Regions from separate parts of the Sus scrofa genome. Here region 2 is linked to region 1. Evidence: chromatin contacts called from public HiChIP or PLAC-seq data. All regions are on one chromosome and are shown on one strand. The core of a region is the stretch at or near the end of the contact, and the rest is flanking DNA. Distances in the headings are between cores, read along the strand shown. Region 1 holds the start of ABCG4 (ATP-binding cassette sub-family G member 4). Region 2 holds the start of LOC100522201 (histone H2AX).

What was found. HiChIP or PLAC-seq counts read pairs in DNA pulled down with a chosen protein or histone mark.
Region 2: a contact with region 1 is called in an H3K27ac HiChIP or PLAC-seq map of alveolar macrophages. The contact joins the promoter of LOC100522201 here to the promoter of ABCG4 in region 1.

Annotation. Positions count from the first base shown.
Region 1 is chr9:46,360,838-46,367,351 of Sscrofa11.1, reverse strand. It overlaps ABCG4 (ATP-binding cassette sub-family G member 4), which reads right to left and starts at 2,806. Exons shown (of 15, transcript XM_013979467.2): 1 at 2,168-2,806; 2 at 1,186-1,450. The coding sequence starts at 1,423.
Region 2 is chr9:46,307,518-46,314,031 of Sscrofa11.1, reverse strand. LOC100522201 (histone H2AX) reads left to right here and starts at 3,538. Exons shown (of 1, transcript XM_003129950.5): 1 at 3,538-5,208. The coding sequence starts at 3,555. The coding sequence ends at 4,379. DPAGT1 (UDP-N-acetylglucosamine--dolichyl-phosphate N-acetylglucosaminephosphotransferase) reads left to right here. Exons shown (of 9, transcript XM_003129927.4): 5 at 1,187-1,271; 6 at 1,635-1,823; 7 at 2,135-2,222; 8 at 2,389-2,544; 9 at 2,628-5,208. The coding sequence ends at 2,693. HMBS (hydroxymethylbilane synthase) reads right to left here. Exons shown (of 14, transcript NM_001097412.1): 12 at 6,275-6,328; 13 at 6,037-6,123; 14 at 5,529-5,943. The coding sequence ends at 5,770.

The DNA.
Region 1 (6,514 bases), core at 1,557-4,056:
ACAAGGACACAGCCATGGGTGTTCATTTGTGGCTGGTGGGTTGAAGCAACCAGACAGCTGGTCCATCGAGTCACATTTCTTTTGTGTTTGCATTTCTCCTTAGAACTGTGAGGACATGAGAGGGCTAAGGAAATAATAGCTCTCTTCTCATTTTGCCCAGAGCCAGTTTTGGGGCCAAGAGGCTGCTTAGGGATAGGAGGCTGAGCGGGGAGCCCAGATGCCTCTGTTTCTATTGGCTTAGGCCCTGTGACCTTTTTGGCCACTTATGGGACCAGGAGTAGGGACTGCAGAGACAGTTCAGGCTCAGCCCTGCTCTGAAGCACCCTAAACATCTCTTAAACCTCAGAGAACAATGTCCCAGCTCCACCCCTGACCCACACCCAGGCTCTGGGAAAAAACCCAGCTTCTATATTCCCAGCTCAACCTGCTTAGGGCAGGCGCTTGTGGTGGGGTTGGCAAAAAATGTAAGGGATGCGGGCGATGGGCAGGGTTCAAAGGAACTCAGAGCCCCAGCCAGACCTTACCCACCCGTTCTGAGGTGAGAAATGTGGAGGAGATGGGGAATGCTGTACCAGGGAAATTATGAGAGAGAAAAGAATCACGGAGAGCTGGAAAACCTGGCTTCTGGTCCCAGCACTGCCACTTACTAGATGTGTGACATTTGTCAAGTTGCTCAACTTTTCTGGACCTCAGTTTCCTTATTAGTAACAGAGGGATGTCATCTACCCTGCTAAACCTTCACCCTCCCTGCCTTGGAGTTCTTTGGCAAGAATGAAGTAAGACAGGCATGAGAACATCTTTGAAAATCAGCAGCGCTCTACAGGTACAAGGATTTTTGCTCACCGCTGGGGACAACCCCCACAACACAGCCCCCACATTCCATGCCAGCCCTCAAAGACAGGAGTCTACCCTGGAAGGAAGAAGGAAAACTCCTCAAGGACCAGAGGTGATAGTGTCAACTTAGAAGAGGAAAGTTTCAATAACCCATTGAATCTAGTGTCCCATAGTGCTTACAGGTGTAGGGGCGGTGCAGACCGTGGCACCTCAGCTGTGCCCACAGTGAGTGAGGGGTCATTTTAGTGGGCCCCATCCTGCAGAATTTGCAGAACGGGGACACCCAGGCCTCCGGCTCCCAAAGGGGCAGCTCCTGGGGGCCCAATGCTCTCCACCAGGCTGCTCCCTTACCCCGTTTGCGCCAGCAGGGCCCCTCCCTCACGGAATAGGAGAGCTCCACGAACTCAATGTCCACGGCTGAGCGCTTGGGTAGGTGGGAGAAGCGCTGGGCTTCGGTGATGTGGTTCTCCACCTTCTTGAGGTGCGTGGTCAGCATTGGGGGCTCCGCCCCATCCTCCAGCGCCACGGCCATGGCCACAGCCCCAGGTCCTAGTCCACAGCCCACAGCCTCCAGCGCCTTCTCCGCCATCACGCCGCCGCCGCCGCCGCCGCCGGCCTGCAGAAAGAGGGCCTGCTCAGTTTCGGGCAGACCTCGATCCCTGGCTCAAAGCGCCCTTGCTTTCTAATGCTGCCCTCGCCCCCAGTCCCCGCCTCCTCGGGGTAGATCGGCTACTGGGAGCATCCTACAGCCCACCGCCGGAGCACCTGCCCTCCGCCGACCACTACTCCCGCGCAGCAACGTTCAGTCCACACCTCTCCTCGGTCCCGGGCAGCCCCAGCCCCAGCCTGGCCCCAGCCCGGTCCCTCAAAGCCCTCGCCCGCTCCCTCCTCCCCACCGAGGCTCTAATCTCCTTACCCCGCAGGCCAGCAGCCCCTGGGGACTAGATGGGGGAGGGGAAAAAAGAAGGGGTGGCCGACGGAGGTTGCCTGCTGGGAGGTCAGGGTAGCAGGGTGAGCGCAGGGTGGACCAGGCAAAGGCGGTGGAAGAGCAGGCTCTGAGCCTCCCGCTGCGTCCCCCTCCCCATCCCTAGGAGATACGCCCCGGCCGGCCCCTCCCGCCGGCGCCCCTGGGTCCGCGGGACCTGGGCTCTCCCCAAAGATCGGCGCACCACCCGGACTCAAAACCCCCACTGCCAATTAAGCCCCTCAAGGCGGGCTCACTTCCTCTCACCTCCCGCGTGCCTGGTCACCTTGACGCGCTCCCGGGCCGATTTGGAGCCGGGATGCTTAGCGCGGCCACGGGCCAAGGATGGAGACTTTGGGCCCTCCTTACCTGCCTCAGGCTGCGGCACCGGCGTCCCGGCTCCCGGTCCCGGCGGCCGGGCCGGGGCGGGGCCGGGGCGGGGCAGGCGACAGGGGAGGGCCCGGGCCTCAAGTCGGAGGAGAGATGACTAGGTTGGGAAGGGGTGATTGCGGTGCGCCCCTACTCCGCTCGGCCGCGCACACCCGGTTCCCTGAGCCCCTCAGCGCTGTGTCCTCCCGAACCAGCCGGGCGACTGCGCTCTGCTCCGCTGCTGCTCCCGGGTCCCGCTGTTCTTAAAGGGCCCGCGCCGCCCCTCAGTCCGCTGGGAGCGAGGATGGCGAAGGGGAGAGCCGAGCCAGCGACGCAGGGTGCCGGAGCTGGTGCAATTGTGGACCCAGGACTGGGGACTGGTGGCGAAGGGCAGACTTGGGGGCAGTGAGGAAAGGAGAACTGAAGTCACTCAGAGGGGACGGCTTCCTGGATTATAGACTATACAATGGTGATGGGGGAGGGGGTACAGATTCCATCACTCTCAAGGGATTGCGAAGCTGTCAGACTGTCTGCACTGCCCCCCCCCCCCATCGATTTCCCTCAGTTCTGGCCCTTGAGCTCAGGCACACACACCTCCGCCCTCGAATCCCCAAACTAGATAAAACGGCTTTGAAAGCAAGTCTTGGAACCTCCTCCATACTACCACCCCCACAGCCCACAACCGCACCCCGCCCCCAGCCCTCCCCCCAAGCCATTCCCTCTCTCAGGGAGAGACTAGTTTAAAAGGGACGGAAGGTGGCCGTTTTGGCGGAGCATGCAGGCAGCTAGCTCCAAGGTTAAACTGGTACCCAGAGTTGAGCCTGCTCTGATGGTGGAAATCTTTATTCTCCCGGGCAAATTCGGGCCCTTAAGACAGGCAATGCCTGATGCTGGAGGCACCTGTGTGCCAAGGCCTACACACAGGGCTCCCAGAACACTGACATGCGTGCCTTCTCTCCCTCATCCCACAAGCCTTCAAATGTAGATCCCCAGAGCACTCTTGAGGCTTTCTCCTGCTCTGCTCCTTTCTCAGGCAATTCCTCTTGGCCCCTGCCTGCCCTGGCCCCAGTCTTCAAGGGGTAAGTAGGTTAGCTGACTGAGACATGTGACCTGAGCTTTTAAGTTCCCACCTGTCACACAGCAGAGACGATGGGAGGGGACGCTGCTGGTGATGCTGCCACCGCTGAGGCTTCTTCTTACTGCAGCAGATGAGAGGTTACTAGCAGTCAAACCTCTCCCCTCCTGGTTCCCCTCCCCCTGCCCCACCAGCCTCTCCGCAGCCTGGAGGCTGGCGGCCCCTGCAGGACATTTCCAGGCCCCATCCTGTGGCAGAATTTCACACTGGTTTTGTTTTGGTTTTTTTTTTTTTTTTTTTTTTTTGCTTTTTAGGGCCACACTCGCGGCATATGGAGGTTCCCAGGCTAGGTGTCAAATCAGAGCTACAGCTACTGGCTTACAGTATAGCTCATGGCAACGCCAGATCCTTAACCCACTGAGCGAGGCCAGGGATAGAACCCACAACCTCATGGTTCCTAGTGGGATTCGTTTCTGATGCGCCATGACAGGAACTCCTTTATACAGATGTTAGGTCCAATTCTCTCTACCTTCCCCCACCCTCGACCCCATGCTCCAGAGCACCAACCTCCAGTGCTCTGCTGTGGACTTCCCGCCCCAAGAGTTGCATTATCTCATTTAATGCTCACACTATCCCTATGAGGAGGGTATTTCAACATCTCTTTAGAAATAAAGAGGAGTTCGGAGTTCCCATCGTGGCTCAGTGGTTAATGAATCCAACTAGGAACCATGAGGTTGCGGGTTCAATCCCTGGCCTTGATCAGTGGGCATTGCCGCAAGCTGTGGTGTAGGTTGCAGACACGGCCCGGATCCCGCGTTGCTGTGGCTCTGGTGTAGGCCGGTGTCTACAGCTCCGATTCGACCCCTAGCCTGGGAACCTCCACATGCCGTGGGAGCAGCCCTAGATAAAGCAAAAAACAAAACAAAACAAAAACAAACAAACAAACAAAAAATAAAGTCTCTAAAAAAAAAAAAGAACTCAGCTAGTATCCATGAGGATGTGGGTTTGATCCCTGGCCTCCCTTAGTGGGTTAAGGATCCAGCATTGCCGTAAGCTGTGGTGTAGGTTACAGATTCGGCTCGGATCCCACATTGCTGTGGCTGTGGCATAGGCTGGCAGCTGCAGCTCCGATCTGACCCCTAGCCTGGGAACTTCTATGTGCTGCAGGTGCAGGCCTAAAAAGAAAAAAAGAAATAAAGAAACTGAGGCATAGGTAGGCTAAGTAATGTACCCCAGAGGACATGCTCAGTTGGGAGAAGAACAGGGCTTGAACCCTAAAGTCCTGGCCTTTACCCGCTCTGCTATAAGGCCTCTGGGAACCCTATTCTCAAACAGACTGTCTCCCTTCATTTTCTAGACAGGCTCGTCAGAGTCGAGTGACACTCCCCTCCATTCCCTGGCATATGACTTCCCAGGTCTCAGGAAAATGTTCTGCCCTTCCTTAGGAAGACCCTGTCCCCATTCCTCAGGACAGCCTTTCCTACCTGCAGAGGCCAACATTTCCAAGCCTTCTATCAGTTTTCCACCCTGTGGGATTCACTCCCCTGCCACAGAGCAGTGGTCCTGAGCCTTGACTGAAAGTTGACATCACTTGGGACTTTCAAGAGCTGTTTAGATAATACTCTGAACAGTTCATTCTGATCTCTAAGGTGGCATCCTGGCATTAGCATTTTTAAAAGCTTCCCAATCGATCCCACTGAGTAGGTAAAGGGCAGCCACTGCCCCAGATGAACCTTCCATTCCCTGGATTAAGGGTTCTGCCATGCACTCACTAAAGGCCTCTCTCTTCTTTAGAATGAGCCTCCCCACTCTCTAGGCTACCCTCTCCCCCTTCCTTTTTCTTTCGTTCTTTTTTTTTTTTTTTTGGTGTTTTTAAGGTCGCACCCACTGCATATGGAAGTTCCCAGGCTAGGGGTTGAATCTGAGCTGTAGTCACCAGCCTATACCATAGCTCAGGGCAACACAGGATTCTTAACCCACTGAGCAAGGCCAGGGATTGAGCCTGCATCCACATGGACACTAGTGGGGTTCTTTACCACTGGGCCACCATGGGAACTCCCTCTCCCCAACTCGTGAATATATCTTCCATGTCCTGAATTTGGAGTCAGAAGGTTATTTGGTTTTGTTGTTGTTGTTGTTGTTGTTTAAAGAGTCCTTTTATTTTTTTATTTTACTTTATTTATTTTTTGTCTTTTTAGGGCCATATCCACGGCATATGGAGGTTCCCAGGCTAGGAGCTGAAACAGAGTTGCAGCTGCCTGCCTACACCACAGCCACAGCAACCCGGGATCCGAGCCAGGTCTGCGACCTACACCACACCTCACAGCAATGCCAGATCCTTCCCACTGAGCAAGGCCAGGGATTGAACCCGAAACCTCATGGTTCCTAGTCAGATTGTTTCCACTGAACCACGACAGGAACTCCTAGATGAAGAATTTTTATTCTCAAGAACAGATCATACACCCTTACTCTCCAGGTCAGATTTGCCATGGTTCAAGGTCATTTCATTTCCTTGTGAAAGGAAGGGAAACTACATTTATTGTATGTCAACTATGTGCTAAGCACCAAGCATAGAGATGTGCTCTCCAAAGAAAAAGCTACGTCTGTTTCTTTCGGCCCTTAATTCCCAGATCCTGTGCACAAAGAAAACCCACTCAATAGATATTTGTTCACTAAACAGTCTACCCAGTCCTTAAAACAAATTTGAGGCAAGTATTATCCTCCTGTGTTTCAGATGTTTCGGATAAGGAAACTGAATCTGAGGAATGTATAAACATGAGGTCACACGACTCATGTGATAGGTTTGGGGATCCGAATTCAAGGCTGGACATTGTGTTGTGGTTTTTGTTTTTGTTTTGGGTGGGTTTTCTTGGGGGGGGTTGTTTTGTTTTGTTTTGTTTTTTGCTTTTTTTTTTTTTTTTCCTTAAGGGCCACACCTGTGGCATAGGGAAGTTCCCAGACTAGGGGTCGAAAAGGAGCTACAGCTGCCAGCCACAGCAACAGCCACAGCCACAGCAACATCAGATCCAAGCAGTGTCTGCGACCCACATCACAGCTTATAGCAACACCGGATCCTTAACCCACTGAGCAAGGCCAGGGATCCAACCCGCATCCTCATGGATACTAGTTGGGTTCTTAACGCGCTGAGCCACAACGGGAGCTCCCTATTTTTGGATTTCTTGGCGGCAGCACGCAGCAGCATCTCAGTTCCCAGACCAGGGATTGAACCCAGGCTTCAGCTTTTCAACCTTCTAGAGGTCCAGTAGGACAGA
Region 2 (6,514 bases), core at 2,289-4,788, 54 kb after region 1:
AAGTGCTTACTGAAGCTCAGCACTTGAGAAGGGTTATCCTACTTTACACTTGTAACAGCTCTATGTGGCAGGTATTTTTTCTTTTCTTTCTTTCCTTTTTTTTTTTCATGCCTGCACCTGTGGCATATGTAAGTTTCCCAGGCCAGGGATTGAATCCCAGCCACAGCTGCAACCTGTGCCCAGATGTGACAACACCGATCCTTTAACCCACTGCTCCAAGCCTGGGGTTGAACACTCGCCCCTATAGCGACCTGAGCACTGCAGTCGGTTGTTGTTTGTTTGTTTGTTTTTGTTTTTTTCAGAGCCACATCTGTGGTATATGGAAGTTCCCAGGCTAGAGGTTGAATCGGAGCTGCAGCTGCCTGCCTTTGCAACACGGGATCTAAGCCGCATCTGCAACCTACGCCACAGCTGACCACAATGCCAGATCCTTAACTCAGTGAGCGAGGCCAGGAATTAAACCTGCCTCCTCATGAATACTATTTGGGTTCGTAACCCGCTAAGCCATGACGGGAACTCCCTGCAGTCAGATTCTTTACCCACTGCACCACAGCAAGAACTCCGTGGCAGGTGTTTTCATCAACTTTTTTTTCACAGATAGGAAATTGAGGCTCCAAGAAGTTAAAAGTGTTATGACCAAGGTCACACAGTTTGGAAGTAAAGCTGGTGTTCAGGAGTTCCCATCGTGGCTCAGCAGTTAACAAGCCCGACTAGTATCCATGAGGATGTGGGTTCAATCCCTGCCCTCACTCAGTGGGTTAAGGATCTGGTGTTCCTGTGAGCTGTGGTGTAGGTCACAGATGTGGCTTAGATCTGACATTGCTGTGGCTGTGATGTAGGCCGGCGGCTCCAGCTCCAGTTGCACCCCTAGTCCAGAAACCTCCATATGCCTCGGGTGTGGCCCTAAAAAGCCAAAAAAAACCCAAAAAAAACAAAAGCTGGTATTCAAACCGAGGTCGGAATGGTCTAAACCAAACGTATACAGTAACAAGTTTAGGAAGCCTTCATGAAAGAGTTACAATATTACAAATTGCCTGGGTGACAAAAAAGGGGTAGTGAGTTCTTCAGACTTGGAAGAGGTGGACAGTACAGCTTAGGCCAGAATTTAGGGGCAGACGAAAACAGGAGCCAGCTGTGCAGTCGAAGTGGCTATCAACATTTCCTTCTTTTCCCCCTGCTTCTAAAGGTGATTATCGGGATGATCACGTCTTTTCCCTCTACTTCATGATACCTTTTTTCTTCACCACTTTGGGATTGCTCTACCATAACTGGTAAGTAGCCCTGTGGATAGGGTGACAGCTGTTTGAACAAGTGGCCAGTATGGTCCTGATTGTGGCCTGTCTTCTGATGGAGAGGCTAAACTTGTGCATCCCTGTATTGAGTGTTTTCTGGGTTTTCAGTTGGTAATATTCTTAAACCTTATTCTCTCCCCAGCAATAGCTGGGGCCAGGTGCTCTGGGGCCCCAAGAATAGTTGGAATCAGAACCTTGGGTCCTGGAATGCTGCTGGGAGAGCTAGCATCTCCTCTAAGCCAGAACTAGGGTTGGGGTTAACCCAGAGCCCAGGGTGTGCAATGTGAGAGAAAGGATTAGTTCTGCTTCTGGCCACTGGCTAAGATCCCCTCCCCCCCACAGGTACCCATCCCGGGTGTTTGTGGGAGATACCTTCTGCTACTTTGCTGGCATGACCTTTGCCGTGGTGGGCATCTTGGGACACTTCAGCAAGACTATGCTACTCTTCTTCATGCCTCAGGTGTTCAACTTCCTCTACTCACTGCCTCAGCTCCTGCATATCATCCCCTGCCCGCGCCACCGTATGCCCAGGTAACTGCTTCGGGACTTGAAAGGCTTTTTCACTTGGGATGCCTTAGACATTTGCTGGGCAAAGGGAGTGGGCCTAAAGGAGGGCTAACGCCTTCCACGTGGTCAGCCTTTTATACATTACAGAGCACATTTAGTTACATGATCTCATTTGATGTTCACAGCAGCTCTGATTACAGGGAGCTAACGAGGAGAGCCAGAAATAGATCTTAGGGTGTTTGACTCCACTTTCAGTGCTCTTTTTATTAATTAACCACAGTGAGGAGAGTTCGTTGAGTAGTGGCCCAGTCACATGAAGGTCTCTTCCCCTGCAGACTCAATACCAAGACAGGCAAACTGGAGATGAGCTATTCCAAGTTCAAGACCAAGAGCCTCTCTTTCTTGGGCACCTTTATTCTAAAGGTAACAGGGTAACAAGGAGGTAAGGCTCTAGGCTGCCATTCTGAATTCAGGGAATGGGGAACCTAGGCCTTCATCAGCTCCATGGGGAGCTTGGAAGCATTAAGCAGATCCCCATTCCTGAAGCATGGGTATTAGCTGAAGTCCTCTCCACTTCTGGTCCCTCCAGGTAGCAGAGAGCCTCCGGCTAGTGACCGTGCGCCAGAGTGAGAATGAGGATGGTGCCTTCACAGAGTGTAACAACATGACCCTCATCAACTTGCTACTCAAAGTCTTTGGGCCCATGCATGAGAGAAATCTCACCCTGTTCCTGCTACTGCTGCAGGTGCAGTGCTGTTGGGAGTGGGGTTTACACCTCCTTCTCTCCCTTTCTCCATGGTTCTGACTCTAGTTTGTTTCTCCTTGCAGGTCGTGGGCAGTGCTGTCACCTTCTCCATTCGTTACCAGCTTGTCCGACTCTTCTATGATGTCTGAGTCGCCTAATCATTGCCTTTTGCTTCATAACCACTAGGGTCCCTGACTCAGGCTCAGCTCTTCTGGACCAAGACTGCCTCCTGGTCCAAGCCTCTCCCACCCTTCATTCTCCAGATTTTGTCCTCAGCATTTCCTTTCCCCTATGATTATTGACATCCTTGGGCCTTTCTTGCCCTCTAGGGCTGTTGATTGAACTTTGCTTATGGCTTTCTTCAACTTGCCACTCTCCCTCTCCATCCCACTTTTGCAGCCACCTAAGCAGGGAATACTGTAGCTTTTATGCAGTTACCCACAACTCTGACACTCAAGGAATATGCTGGGCCTGGGGATAGAACCCTGGCTGCGGATAGGGTCACAGGCTTGAGGATGACTTGACATTTGACTATAATTAAGTATTCTGATGATTCAGAGCAGACTGGGGGGCCAGGTGCTCCCAGTGGCAACAATAAAAAGTTGTTTTTTCTTGTTGTTTCTGTAGGTGTATTTCCTATGTGGGCATTTTAAGGTAGATTGGGAGTGTTGGTGGAGGCATTTCCTCTAAGAGTTTGCCTATCTCTCTGCCTCATCCTTTTTCTTTCAGTACCTCAGGCCACTTCTAGCAAGAAGTGAACACAAAGAACAAACCAGGTAGAACATGTTGAGTAAATACTGAAATCCTGCTGCTCCGTGGCGTAGAGAGCCATAAGATTGGCATTATCTGGTATGGGGTCGAACTTGCAGAGGGTCTCTAATTCCTTCCCTTTTTCATGCCTTTTTTGCCAGATAGGAGGGCGTGACCAGACCTGGGAAGTGAGGCAGAGTAGTCAGTAGTGCTGACCCCTTTTCTTTAAAAACCTTAAGTCCCACACACATTTCCCTGAGATGGCTTCAGACCTCACTGTCTATGTCTTCCGGTTCTGGAGTAGGGCTGTAGTGTTTAAATCTGGCGCGCTTCACATGGATTGGCTACACCGGAGAGTGGTTTGCTGTGGGCTCGCTGCAGCTCCTCCTCGCCTCTTTCCCCGGGCAGAAGGTTTTCAAATTCTACCAATCGGAGGGCGCGTTCTCTCAGCCGGGGCGCGCCACCGATTGGTTAACTGCAGCCAACCGGAGGCGGGTATTAAAGAAAAGAGCCAATCAGGAGGGCGCGGGGGTGTGCCCTGGGGGGCTTATAAGGGCGGCTTCTGGGCGCGCGCGGCACCAGTTGGACTGCGGCGGCGGCTGTTTTTCGTCCCTGCGAGGCGTTCTCCTCAACGTACATCTACCTCACGCAGCATGTCGGGCCGCGGCAAGACCGGCGGCAAGGCCCGCGCCAAGGCCAAGTCTCGCTCATCACGCGCCGGCCTCCAGTTCCCGGTGGGCCGCGTGCACCGCCTGCTGCGCAAGGGCCACTATGCCGAGCGAGTGGGCGCCGGCGCGCCAGTCTACCTGGCGGCGGTGCTCGAGTACCTCACCGCCGAGATCCTGGAGCTGGCGGGCAACGCGGCCCGCGACAACAAGAAGACGCGGATCATCCCTCGCCACCTGCAGTTGGCCATCCGCAACGACGAGGAGCTCAACAAGCTGCTGGGCGGCGTGACGATCGCCCAGGGAGGCGTCCTGCCCAATATCCAGGCCGTGTTGCTGCCCAAGAAGACCAGCGCCACCGTGGGGCCGAAGGCGCCCGCCGGCGGCAAGAAGGCCACCCAGGCCTCGCAGGAGTACTGAGGCCGCCTGCGCCGCCACGGCCGCCGCCCGGTCTTCCCTTCGCCACCACAAAGGCCCTTTTAAGGGCCACCACAGCCCTCACGGAAAGAGCTGGGCCACGACGGGCTCCCGGCCGCGCGCTCGCCCCCTCCCCAGCCTCGCCGCCGCCGCCGCCGCCTGCCCGCCCCTCCCCCGCGCGGCCCGCTCCCGCTGTGGCTCCGCCGAGGACGGCCGTTTGAAAGCCGCTCGGCCCCGGGGTCCAGCTCGTGACTGCTGGCCTGGCCGCAGACGCTGATGGGCTGCGGGGAGGACGCGGCGCCTAATGGAAGGCTGGGCCGGCCGTGCTGACGCAGGGCCGGGGAGCGCGGCGGGAAGGTGAGTGGGTGCAGAGGCCGCCGGCGGGGCCGCGCGCGTTACTCTCCAGCCCGTTGCTCCGGCCGCGACTTCAGACGGAACTCGATTTCGGGCGGCGGCGGAGTCGGTCACATTTGTTCCGGGGCCCCTTTGCTGCCGGGTCCCGGGCCTTGCACGTCCGCGCTCCCTCCATCTCCGCTCGCAGGCCCGTGCGCGTCCGGACGAGACACTTGGCGGTGTGAGCGTCTCCCGCGGTGGCCGGTCCGGGCGGGGTGGGGGCCGCGCCCCCAGGCCCGCTCCCCTCCCGGCGGGCCCACTGGGCAAGCCAAGCACCTAGATACCAGCACTACTAGTCCATTAACCCCCGTCTGGACTGAGCCGCCGTTGGCTTCGGAACTGGAATTTTGCAGCTAACCCATCCGAGACTAGTACTTTAGATATTGGGGAGTTTCAGATGGACTAATTTTGTTTATTAAAGGATTGGTTTTTATATATATGTATATGTATGAGATGTCTCTTCATTTTACAAAAGGGTTGTAGGATCGCTGACCTGTAGACTTCTAAAGGCAGTGGGGGAGGGGGGATATGAGTCAAGGCTGCACCGTAAACGGGACAAGTCACAGATTATTACAAGATTATGATGTTTCCTGGGAGACAATTTATTCCGTTGGAAAATGAGAAGTATTGAGACTGAAACAGCATGTTCCAGAAGAACCTGGACAAGGGTCCCAGCCTCTGAGGTATGGAATAAAAGGTTTTGTGTGTGTTACCTTTCCTGCAACCCCGCTAGAATCAAAATCTAGTTCAAATCTGGTTTATTAGTAGAGGTGGTTACATTCAAAGGCTGTGGCTTAATTAGAGGATTTTCTCTAGAAGTGAAGCCCCAACGTACTGAGGAGGCAAGGCAGTCAACAAGGCCTCAAAGTGAGACAAGATTCTGGAAGTGTCTGCCCCTGCAGTTCAATCTCCTGGGGTAATCACTCCCTGAATAGCAGTGAGAATGGGGCACTGAGGCCCTGGGCAGCAGTAACCCAGGCACCTGTGCCCCGCAGACCAGTTAGTGGGCATCATTGAGTTGCCGTGCAACATCCAGGATGTTCTTGGCACCTTTGTTCAGCAGCAAGGTGGCCAGGCTGATGCCCAGGTTCTCAGCAGCCAGTTGGGCTTCTCGAGGAATATTCCGGGCAGTGATGCCCACAAGCTGTGGGTCATCCTCAGGGCCATCTTCGTGCTGTGTGAGGGGAGGAGGTAGGATTTGGTGAGCACAAAACTGGAGGTAACGAAAGTGTTTCTTACCCTCTCCCTCACTCTCTAGCCCTGGCACCTGAGCAGGGACATGGATGGTGGCCTGCATAGTCTCTTGCATGCTCTCTGCACCATTCAGACTCCAGACTCCTCCAGTCAGGTAGAGCTGGAAAAGAAAAGTTACCTCAGCGTATGGTGAAAGGGAACTATTTTGAAACCTCGGCTCTTGCTGGCAGCTCAGAATGCACAGGAGAAATGCCAGAGTCCCGTCCCGTCCCATCCTGTCCTGCCCCTCCCACCCATCTTCCCCTGCTTACTTGCCCATCCTTCATAGCTGTATGCACTGCTACTGGCACACTGCAGCCTCCTTCCTGCAATGAAAAGTTCTCCCTGTGAGCCCCAAGGATCCTTAACATCCCCCTGTAGCCAGAGCCCGCAGAGATACACAGATCCCTCTGAGGACGTAACTGAAAAAGGCAGGGTCCCAGACCTGGGTCCTGCCCATACATTCAATAATAAGTTACCACTAAATACAAGGCATTAGTTTGAGAAATCTC